2 separate regions of the Mus musculus genome follow, and region 2 is linked to region 1. Evidence: chromatin contacts called from public HiChIP or PLAC-seq data. All regions are on one chromosome and are shown on one strand. The core of a region is the stretch at or near the end of the contact, and the rest is flanking DNA. Distances in the headings are between cores, read along the strand shown. Region 1 has its middle 36 kb from the start of Prps1. Region 2 overlaps Tsc22d3 (TSC22 domain family, member 3).

Region 1 (5,506 bases), core at 1,259-3,758:
CTTCAGGTATGTGTGTAGGAGCTGCATAGCTAGGTCATATGGTAGTTTCATCTTTAGGTGTTTTGTTTTGTTGAGACAGGCCTTTTCTGTTTAACCCTGGCTATCCTGTAACTTGCTGTTTAGACTAGGCTGGCCTCAAATTCCTCTCCCTCCTGAGTACTGGGATTAAAGGCATGCGCCACCACTGCCCAGCCCACTTTTAGTTGTTTTTGTTTTATTTAATTTTGTATTTTAAGAGTCTGTATAAATGTCTATAAAACCCATTACTGTGTACAGAGAATGTATGCCAATTTTTAAAGGGGCTTCGAGAGGTTGCACAATGAGAAGAGTTCTTCCTGTGTAAGCATGAAGCAATGAATTCAGATCCTCAACCCCACCCACAAAAAGCACATAGTATCCAGAGCACTGGAAGGCAGAACCAGGTGGATAGTCAGCCTAACTAGAACAATGAGCCCTAGGTTCAGTGAGAGATCCTTTCTCAAAAGAATAAGGTAAAGTGCGATAGAATAGTATATTCATGTGTATATACATGTATACAGAACACACACACAGAATAAAACTGAGTTGGACATTAAAAACCACAACGTCTGGGATGTACCTCACTTGTTATTCCCCACTCTGTTAAGTCAATGGAGGCCATGTGGGGAATAACAGCAAGGAACTCCCACTCCTCCTCTTCAGGAAGTGGGAGGTGTCATGGGAAACCTAGTCATGGACCTCTCATTGCACACACTAGTAAGGAGGAAGTTTCCAATGTGGCTGTCAGTGGAGGCTAAATGGGAAATCTATACGTCTCTCCCTAAAGGGCAATACTAAAGTGATACCCCATCCCCTGCTTCCCTTACTAAAACTGTCAGAAAAAGCCAGCTAAAACTCAAGACTTAGATAAGAGCTCCCACTAAGAAACATCAGTAAGAAATGATATAAGAATGACAAATAAACATTACAAACATGTTAAACACCAGTAGACACATGTTAAAAACATGACACGGGCAGGCAAGCAGGATGGGATAGTTCAGCAGGTAAAAGTATTAGCTATGCAAGTCCAGGTTCAAGATCGGAAACCCAAGGTGGGAAAAGAGGACCTTTCAAAGGTTGTAAGGGTTAAATGCAACTAAGGTGAAGCACCTAGTATGGAAGCAGGCTAGAGTCCATGGAGGATTTTGTCATTCCATACTGTTTACTATGACTGCTGTAAATGATAAAACATTGTGTGGAGGACCTGATAAGAGTCCTCTTCCCAAGTAAGTGTTAGTTCCCTTCCGTCCTCTCCACTCAGGAACAATGGGGAATCGACATCAATGGTAACTGTGTTCCAGAGGTTGGCAGAAGATGGGCGGAAACTTGTATGGAAGAATGAGTGTATCTTGGCGTCCTTATCAGGTCCTCTGAGCTTTGATAGGGTCAGCTACCCTTGCCTTCCTCCAGCTCCTATTCAGGCTTTAGTGGATCAGAATAGGCTCCTGATAGGAAAAGCATGTCCTTCCGAATAGATTGGGGCCTGCATTGCTCTTGAAATTGAACATTCAACTTTCATCTTGGTTTGCTGAAAAGAAATGTCCCAGAAAGGTTCAGGCAAGCAGGGCTACATGTCTTCCTAGCTTTCGTTCTCTGAGTGGTCTCCTCTTTTTGGCCAACAGTATTGATTACTGTACCCAGCCATGTTTCACTGAGACCGCCAAGGTGGTCTTCAGATCCTAATTTGGATATTAAGGGGAGAGCTTGTCACTTAATGTCTAAAATGCAGTTTGAAATAATGTTTATTTTCAAACTGTGTCACTACAAACATCTGTGAGAAGAAGAAAAGAGTGTTGTGAAATTAAGTAGCATCAGGGCTCTAGAAATCTCCTGGCTTTGGGAATCAGCTACTCTAATAATTGGACATAATTCATGAACTTGTTCTACTACGGAAGAAAGTGCTCCCTCTTCGGGATTTATGGCAGTGCCCTACTCTCTGCAGACAGCAGAGGGCCTCATTAGCACAAACTCAATGTCACTGGCAAATACATGAAAAGGGAAGTTAGCCAAGGTTCTGAAAGCTCAGTAAAACTTTAACAGAACTTGGGCAAGAAAATTGACTGGTCAGCTCAATTCCGTTTAGGAAAAAAAAAAAAAAAAAAAAGGAGGGACAATGGGCTGTACAGAACGTTCTTATTGTTCCCCTCTTTGTGGCTGAAAATTCTTCTAAAGTCCCCAAAATGTTCTTACCTCAGCTAGTAATAGGAATCCTGGGTAGGGTCGCTAGGTTTGGAAAATAAAGATACAGAGCTTACCGATAACTACACTGAACATTATGCATTTTTAAATGTAATGTTCTTAAAGACAGGAAGAAAACGGAAGACTAACTAGGGACTATGTGGGCACCTCGGGTTCTCCTTTTGCTTCCTCTATCTTGTCTTGGGTGCTAGACAGGTTTTCAGATATGCCAACAGAAGAATGTCGAGTAGAATCCAGCTTCTCCAGGCAGAGGATCAGGAAAGAGGCGCCCTGGCAAAATAGAACACTTGCAACACAACTGCTTCACTGCAGCCAAGCAGAACAGAGAAAAATGGCCCCAACTTATCCAGGCCAGCATGGATGGAATGACAAACCAAGATTTCCACTCTGGTCAGGAAACGAGGATCTGTTCTTCCACCCGCACCATGTTTTAGACAAAGGCCTTGTATGGAGGTAGCTTTTAAGTAGCAAGGCCAGGTAACACCCATACCAACATTATCTTTGCTGTTTGTTTGGTTGTTTATTTTCTGAAATGCATTTAACACTGGACCTCCTGGTTTTGCTGGGTTCTCCTAATTTTGAGTAAATTCTGATCCCGAGCCTGAACTCTAGTGATCTGTCACCACTCCAAGCCCCGGTGAAGAAATGGAAAGAAGTTTCTCTGGAGGTAACACCAAGTAGGGAGTCCCTGGGTGCCTCCACCTTCATGGCTGCTTTTTCAAATGCTGTGCAGATGTGTGTTTTGCTCCCTCTTGCTCATCTACCCTAAAAATCAATGATGGGAAGAACAGCAACAAAAAAAGCAGCTCAACTTCTGTGTCTTCTCCAAGGAAGATTGCTGTGGTAAATGTCCCTAGCAGGGTTACTATGTGGAGCAAATGAGATAAAGCAGCAGTTATTAAAAGCCCCTTCATGCCCAGTGTTGCGCAATAAAGATTGTTTTTCTTCCTTCTTATTGTAGCCCCAGACTATCCTGGAACATTTTTTTTCAATTGAAAATTTATATGCTGTATTCTGATCACAATTTCCTCTCTCTCATCTCTGTCAAGATCTTCTTTCAGAACGTTTGATCAGCCTACCTTATCCTTCTGAGTGTGGGGTCTCAGATAATCACAGATTCAAGCCACACCACTGGGACACTGAGTCCTCTCTCTCCTTCCCTTCCCCCTCTCTCTCCCTCCCTCCCTCCCTCTACTCTCTCTCTCCCTCTCCCTCTCTCCTGTCTCCTTCCCCCCCACACACACACACAGTTCAGACTGGTTTTGAATTCACATTCATCCTGCTTTGGAGTCCTAAGCATTGAAAACAGAGGCGTGCATGACAGCCCATCTCACTTCCTTTTCTTGTTTGAACATCAAAGCTAATATTTGAACATCTTCACCCTGCCTGCAGCCCAGGGACAAAATGCCTCTGACCCTCTGACCCTTCAATGCCATTATTATTTTAACGATTAATCAATGCTCTTGTTGACAAAAAGATAAACCATGCTTACTGAAATCCAGGCAGTATGAGCTGGTATAGGGTGAAAAGGAAGTCTCTCTCTCCTGTCCCAGGCCTTAGTTCTCTACTTCCTCTCCGTCCAGGCAACCTCTATTGCCAATGTATTCTTCCAGAGACATCGTATGTGTGCATGTGCCTATATATAACTGTCTTTTCTCGCCCATGTGACCACTAGATTCCCTGTTCTGTACCTTCACATGCTATTTTTGGTTTCTAACGGCCTGGTTTTATTGGGATACTGACCAGCGGCTGATCCTAAGGGCTCTTATGGAAAAACAGGTCCTTTGAAACTTGTTGCTGCCGCTATTGGAAGGATGTTGTCAAGGATGTTGTTCATTGTATCCCACAGCATCCTCTCTGAGGCCCCTGGGAGGAATTCCTGTCTGATCTTAGGACTGAGAACAGTTGCCCTTCTGAGCAATTAGGTTTGTTTTTTATCTCCTGGACATTGTGAACTGCGTAACAGCAAGGTTTCCCCTTTCCTGTTGGCTGCTAGAAAGCTTAAAACCAACTTTTGGGCCCACCCTCTGCGGCAGCACGGTATGCATTTGGAGCCCGGTGCTTGACTGTGCTCTGAGTTCACCTCCTGGTTTCCGCCCTTTAACTTATGCCATATCATGTGTGTCCTTATAAGGTATCTGAAATACTTTATGAAGGGAGATGAGGTTGGGATAATAAAATGACTGCCTGCCTGTTCACTCACTGCGTCCATTATCTATGTTCCCTTCAGTTAACCCCACAATATCTTTTTGGTGGTTTCTTCACAGTCCCCTCTGAGTTGCTTAGCTATGATGTCTTCCCTCCAAATTTTATCTCAATTGTCCTTTACTCCTTCGAGGCTTTTATGGGAATATTATGTTTGTCACTGTTCCCTCCCTACCCCTGTACTCACTCCCACATTCATTGTGCGCACTTGTGCTTGCTTTCATCATTGTAGAACAGACTCTGGGGCTTCACTCTACATTAGGATCACTTTAAAATTTTGCTTAAGGATGTAGATGAGTGTTTTGCTTACATGCATGTCTATGCACCACATGTGAGCCTGGTGCCCACAGAAGTCAGAAGAGGATGTCAGATCCCCTGGAACTAGAGTTGTGAATGATATGAGCTACCATGTGATTGTTGGGAATTAAACCCGGGTCCTCTGGAAACAGCAAGTACCCATAACTGCTGAGCCATCCCTCTAGCACCTAACTGATTATGGCCATTTAACACCCACCCGAGGATGAAGGCTGCAGCCCGCAGCTAGGCCAGCAGTGGACAAGGCAGGCAGTGTGAAGCTGGGTCCAGCTTCCACAGATGCTTATGAGATGACATATTTTTTCTTAAATTCCTAACCCATATGCATTTAATACCCAGGATGGTGTGCCAGCTCTCAGAAGGCTGAAGCAGAAGGAGCACAGGTACCGGGTCAGCCCCAATTTCACAACAAGAACCTATCCAAGCTGGGCGGTGGTGGCGCACGCCTTTAATCCCAGCACTCGGGAGGCACAGGCAGGCGGATTTCTGAGTTTGAGGCCAGCCTGGTCTACAGAGTGAGTTCTAGGACAGCCAGGACTATACAGAGAAACCCTGTCTCAAAAAAAAACAAAACAAAACAAAAACAAAAAAAAACAAACAAACAAAAATTTATTTATTTATTTACTTAATGAATATGAGTACACTGTCGCTGTCTTCAGACACACCAGAAGAAGGCATCAGATCCCATTGCAGATGGTTGTGAGCCACCATGTGGTTGCTGGGAATTGAACTCAGGACCTCTGGAAGAGCAGTCGGTGCTCTTAACCGC
Region 2 (5,506 bases), core at 1,862-4,361, 73 kb after region 1:
GAATGCACAATGGTCCCTTTTGGCTTACTTGGCATCTTATGGCTTCTTTTTTATTATGTTTTGTTTTCTTACATATTCAGAGAGATTAAAGGAGCCTTCAAGGTCAACTAGATTTAATTTCCTTCATTTATGGATGAGAAAAATTTAATTTGGGTAGAGAAAATGACTTGCTCAAAGTCACACAGCTCAATAGGAAAAATAAATCAGGTCTGCCTGATTCCAGAGCCATTGTTCTTTTTCTGTTCTTCCTTACCTATGTGTCAGATTTTAGCTGGCCACCCATCATCAATAAGGAACCACGGGCATGAGATACAACATATAAAACCAGGAGGTGACCTGTCTATTGTCATATAGCTCATTAGTGATATAATTGAGAACAGAATCTAGGTCATGGAGTTTCCACTCAAGGCCACTCCCACTCCACCATGACACTTCTCTTCCCCAGTTTTCTCTTTTCAGTACTGTCCTAGAATTTTTCAATCAGAATCACTTTCTACTTTAAACTTTTTCCATTCCTGATGCTGTGTTTTCTTTTCACAAGCCTATAGGATTTTAGAGTTGAAAGAAATCTCTTTACCTATTCATTAACAGGTTAAAAAAACAGACAAGGAAGAGAAACTGACTATCTAAACTCAGGTTAATTCTGTGGCATAGTAGGGACAAGTACAAGTTACTAATTGAAGCTCTATGCTCTTTCAGACATCTTTCTGCTGCCTCAACATCATTTTTCTGCTCCTTTATTCTTGAAAAATCTCTTTTCACTGACAGAGTTTAGAACATGTGGGCCTAGGATCACATGGCATCTCTGGGGAAACAGGAAGGAGTGGGGAATGCCTGGAAACACATACAAACTATATCCCACCACAGGAGGCACAGTATTGCCTTGTAGAGAGTAGTGACTATCAACTGTGCAGAAATAAATTCACATCCTTTGTGATTTTCAGCTTATGGCCTAGACAGTGGTGTCAAGAACTCAAGCTGGCTGCAAAATGAGATCAGTTCACTGTCCTCACAATGGAAAATTCTTGTAAAATCAATAGCACTTATAACGTCAAAAGACCAGGAGACCTTTCTTTGTTTTTCCCCTCCTTCTGGGTCACTCTTTTTTTTTTTAAGATTTATTTATTTATTATATGTAAGTACATTGTAGCTGTCTTCAGACACTCCAGAAGAGGGAGTCAGATCTCGTTACGGATGGTTGTGAGCCACCATGTGGTTGCTGGGATTTGAACTCCTGACCTTCGAAAGAGCAGTCGGGTGCTCTTATCCACTGAGCCATCTCACCAGCCCTCTGGGTCACTCTTACCCATCACTTTGTGGAGGTACAGACAGCATTTAAATCTGTTGTAAGAAGCTTCAAATACCAAAACACAGCTCTAAATTCCTGTAACAATGAAGACCAGGACTATGTTGTTTATTATCAGTAATTGGTGAGGACCCTGACCTAAACCTTTCTGATTCCCCCAGGAACTGTTTCCCAACTCCAAGGTACTTCCTGACAACTGGCATCTACTTGGAAATAATAATGAGTTGCCCAAAGCACCAGACAAGATGCTAAAATCTCAGCTTTGACATAGCTTTGTCATACTGGAACTTCAATTCCCTAAGAGATCCCAAAAGCCAATCAGACACTACCATAGTGGCCTTCCTATGATTCAAAGTGTCACAGGCTCTCAGACTGCAGTGAGTCCTTTGCCCAGACATCCTCCCCACCACACCATAGTTATACCCACTTTCTCTATATATACATAGAAGGTGGGTCACTCCATACTATTTTCTGGCAGGGTTTTTTTTTTTCATGTCCTCACCCCCCCTGAACTGGTTCTGCCATGGAAAGAAGTCTGTCTTCCTGGAATGTGTAGTAGTAGATACAACCTTTCTATACAAGAGTATTACAAATTTATTCTAGACTGCATTCACTTGACAATACATGTTGAATATCTACTGAGTGTCAGCAGATACTGGTATAATTCTATCAACTGTATTTTGTGCAGTTTAATACTAGAGCACCCCATGAGCTCATTTCCATGGAATACCCACAGGACTTGATAAATAGCAGATCTCCTGCTTGAAAGGAAACTCAAAGAGATGAGATGTCAAATAGGTCCTGGGACTGAATATGTGCCATGCTGTGGGTACCTGAGTTTTGGGACAGAGGTACCTGAAATGAGGTAGGAGATGTTCCTTGTATATAAACTCCCAGAACCAGGTACAAGTTTACTGTCCCAGAGAAGATGTCCTGTGTGGTTGTGAGGTGCAGAAGTTAAGACAGTATCAACGAGTTGCATGGATAAGGAACAACTGTACTCTCTGCCATTCTGACAGCACAGATCTCTGCCTGTTGACTTCCAAAGAAAATTAAAGAATTTACCCATCTTTTCTGATATGTCTTCTGGACCTTCAAGCTTGGTTGTGTTAACTGTCAAAATGCATCCAGGTTACTTAATGGCAATGAGGTAGCTGGATAAAACTTCCTGATTAAACACCTAACCTCCACTTCTCAGCTGTATGAACAAGGTTTTGCAGCTCATCTCCTAGGCAAGGCTTTGGCCCTGTGCCTATTCTCCCAACCCTGCCCTCTGGGTGATCTTGCTCAAGGACACCAAGGGAGTTGGTGGCAGAGGCTGGGAGCACAGCCCAGGCTTCCTGGATCCTGGCCTAGCACTGTTGCCACCAGACCCCATTGCCGCTTTCTTTCCTCTCTTGCCCTTTATGCTCAGTCTGCACCACCCTGGAGGCACATATCCCACACTCCACAAGCTTTCACTGGGTGAGACATTTCTGTTCAACACCAGTCAGCAGCCCAGCCATATGGGGCATAGGGAGTCTGTCTGTCTGCTATCCAAAGAGCCAAGTCTGAGACAGGATGGAGAAGGACCAGCCATACAGCTGGTCTAAGATGAGCAGATCTGGATCTTTAAGGCAGTCATTTTTATCTGAGGCCCTAAGTATGGTCTCTGAGCTTGGCTTCTCAGAGCTATGGCCAGGTCCCTGTGGGTAACCTACTCCCAGCCTTGTTGCTATGACACATGGCTCTACAAGTGCTGAGTGGCATTGTTGGGGCCGGATGCAAACAGCACGCAGCAGGGTCTAGCTGTGCGCCAGTTGGCCAGCTGACATTTCAGGGTCCAAAGAGCTTGTGTGTACTGGACAAGCTGTTTATTGTGGTGTTGGCACTGCCCAGTCCTTCAGACAGCAACAAATGCTCTCAAACTAGAAAAGGAGAGGAAATAAGAAATCAGTGGTAGCCAAGGCAGACCTGAAATCTCTTCCCTCTTGCCATTTGCTCCTCACAGCTGAATGCTGGTGGTGCCAACCATTAGAAGTACTCTTTGAGGGATCTAGAGGAATCAAGTCCCTCAAACCTCCATTTGTAAAGACAAAATCAATTCCATGTAGGCCTCCTTATTTCCAGAGGTTCCCTGCTAATGGCAGGTTAAACAATCTGTAGTTGGGTTAGGAACAAGAAACTTTTGTGGTCACAAAGTTTACTATGTAGAGGAACTGGCATTCCAAGGCTGTAGGCACACACTCACATTCTCTCATAAACAGACAGTGATAGAAGTAGTACTCCTTTTGAGTCATATTCCTGGTACTTTAAGATGTACTTAAACTTGAGCACACACTGGGAAATATGTGGCAAGGAATGTGTATTATTAGCACATAGGGCAGGAAGGAAACTTGAAACAGATGAGACCCGAAATGAGGGAAGTAAGCAAGTCAGGTTAGAGATGTTATGGTGAACTTTCCAGAAAACATTTGGCCCCTAACTTAGGAGCCAGTGTAGTCTATGTCGCAAAGGAGAAATTACTTGGGACAGACATGATCGGGCAGGCACTGAACTGAGAGTTAGGCTCTACTTTATTGCTCCTTGTTCCATTCAAGATTGTAGTTGCCAGGGTTTGACAAATGCAATTACTTGAAAGGTCTTCAAAGTGTTCTAGTCAGGGTGTCTGGTTTTTCATAAAGTCAGCTCTATCACCCCATCTGTGTGGGACCAACTCCCTCCACTACCACACAAATACAGAGGAATAGTAATAAAAATCATCAGCTAGTGATCATTGAGTATCTGCTTTGTACTGAATAATGTCCAAAGCACTTTATGTATAATACATATGTAATCACAATTAGACCTCCCAAAGTCTTATGGTTAATATTATCTGTACCATTTCAATTCACACAGAGAGAAGCTGATGCTCAGAGAGTGAATAACTAAAAGTTGTATCAGGTTTAGGAAGTGACTGACTAAGGATTCAGGTCTGGTTCCAAACAAAGTGTATGCTCATTATGCTTCAGAGCCACTTGTGATTAAGAGGAAGAGTGCTCTCCTTTGTAGAAGCTTCAGGGAAGGTGAAAGGGAAGACTGGGAAGGAAGATTCGAGATCTTGGCCAGGGTAGAACCATAATGTTAAGTGGGACAGGGATGATGGGCAGAACAATACCTCTGAGATGCCAGCTCCAAGACCATTCACATTTTTTGCTCATTAGTACTCAGTGAAATTTGGCTGAAGGACAAAGAAGTCCAACGTGGTGACTTTGAACAATAAATACATACCAAGTTTACTGATTCCCACTGATTTAAATCCTTAAAGTGAGTATCTCTGGTGTTTAGGTCATTGATTACTTAAGCAGTCAGTATATGCCCACCACTTGGTGATAGAGAGATGAACAGGATTCCTGCTCTTGGGGCATGTGCAGGTTTTTCTCAAGTCATTTTTAGGGTCAACTAAGGCAAGAGGTACAGGTTGTATGAGCAGAGAATAGTATGAATCCTCTATGGCTTCCTTTAGAGTTGTGGCAATGCCTTCAGCACTCAGAGATCAGTAATGTCTTTGAATTTAGCAGCCCCAGAGGATTTCATTATCATGAGGTTGTTTCCACATATACATCTCAATGTATATCTTTTGGTCCTGGCCATTTCAGCTGCCAAACAAGAAATCTCAAGTGGATGTAGACCCAAAAAAGAAGTGAGGTCTCAGGAGGTCTGCCTTGATCCTTCTTTTCTTAAGTGTCTGGCAGTAGTCCTGCCACCCTCAGAACACCTTTCCTCTAAGCTTTCCCTCTGCCCAGCGTTGTTGTTTCTTCTCTCATTGGGAAGCCTAAAGCTCAGAGAAGTGAATCCAAGTAACTAACTAATTAATGAATATGGATGGTAATGTTGCTGAGGTTGCTGGAAAATATCCTATTGCTGCCAGCACACACAATCTCCCTAGGCACCTACCACCCACTGTGGGTTGACAGGGAGGCTAAGGAGGAACTACTGGATTGTGTCTCCTCAGGACTCCAGGTGTAGCAAAGAGCTCCCATAGTGCACACCTGTTGCTCTATTCCTAGAAACCAGCTTCTGGGCAATACATTCCCTCTCAAGACAGCCTCTTCTAGACTAGCTGGGGTTGTGAGCTGCTTAGTTACTTATAGCATGAAGATTTCTCTGTTCCAAGGATATCTGTATATGGCATTTACCAATGCAAAGTGCAAGGCTGCAGGAGATGGATAGATGAAGATA

Evidence for each region. HiChIP or PLAC-seq counts read pairs in DNA pulled down with a chosen protein or histone mark.
Region 2: an H3K27ac HiChIP or PLAC-seq map of hepatocytes shows a contact between it and region 1, with 4 times the contacts expected there. The contact joins two enhancer-like sites. A contact is called at or near these places in 1 of 15 datasets of contacts at CTCF or cohesin (large pre-B cells), 23 of 484 Hi-C or Micro-C datasets (the AML12 cell line, B cells, the Ba/F3 cell line and 15 more), 6 of 115 datasets of contacts at active chromatin or transcription factors (the HPC-7 cell line, bone marrow-derived dendritic cells, embryonic stem cells and 3 more) and 4 of 9 other capture datasets (adipose tissue, embryonic stem cells, liver and 1 more).

The regions. Positions count from the first base shown.
Region 1 is chrX:140,490,058-140,495,563 of GRCm38.p6, forward strand. No RefSeq gene overlaps it. Among named protein-coding and RNA genes, the nearest start is that of Prps1, 36 kb to the left of the region's middle. Within about 2 kb of position 2,509, at least 19 of the 459 cell types and tissues checked have an H3K27ac peak or open chromatin away from gene starts, as enhancers often do. A contact at or near this core is called in hepatocytes and liver, where this site is marked.
Region 2 is chrX:140,562,335-140,567,840 of GRCm38.p6, forward strand. The region is part of intron 2 of Tsc22d3 (TSC22 domain family, member 3); the gene reads right to left. Among named protein-coding and RNA genes, the nearest start is that of Gm39538, 31 kb to the left of the region's middle. Within about 2 kb of position 3,112, at least 20 of the 459 cell types and tissues checked have an H3K27ac peak or open chromatin away from gene starts, as enhancers often do. A contact at or near this core is called in hepatocytes and liver, where this site is marked.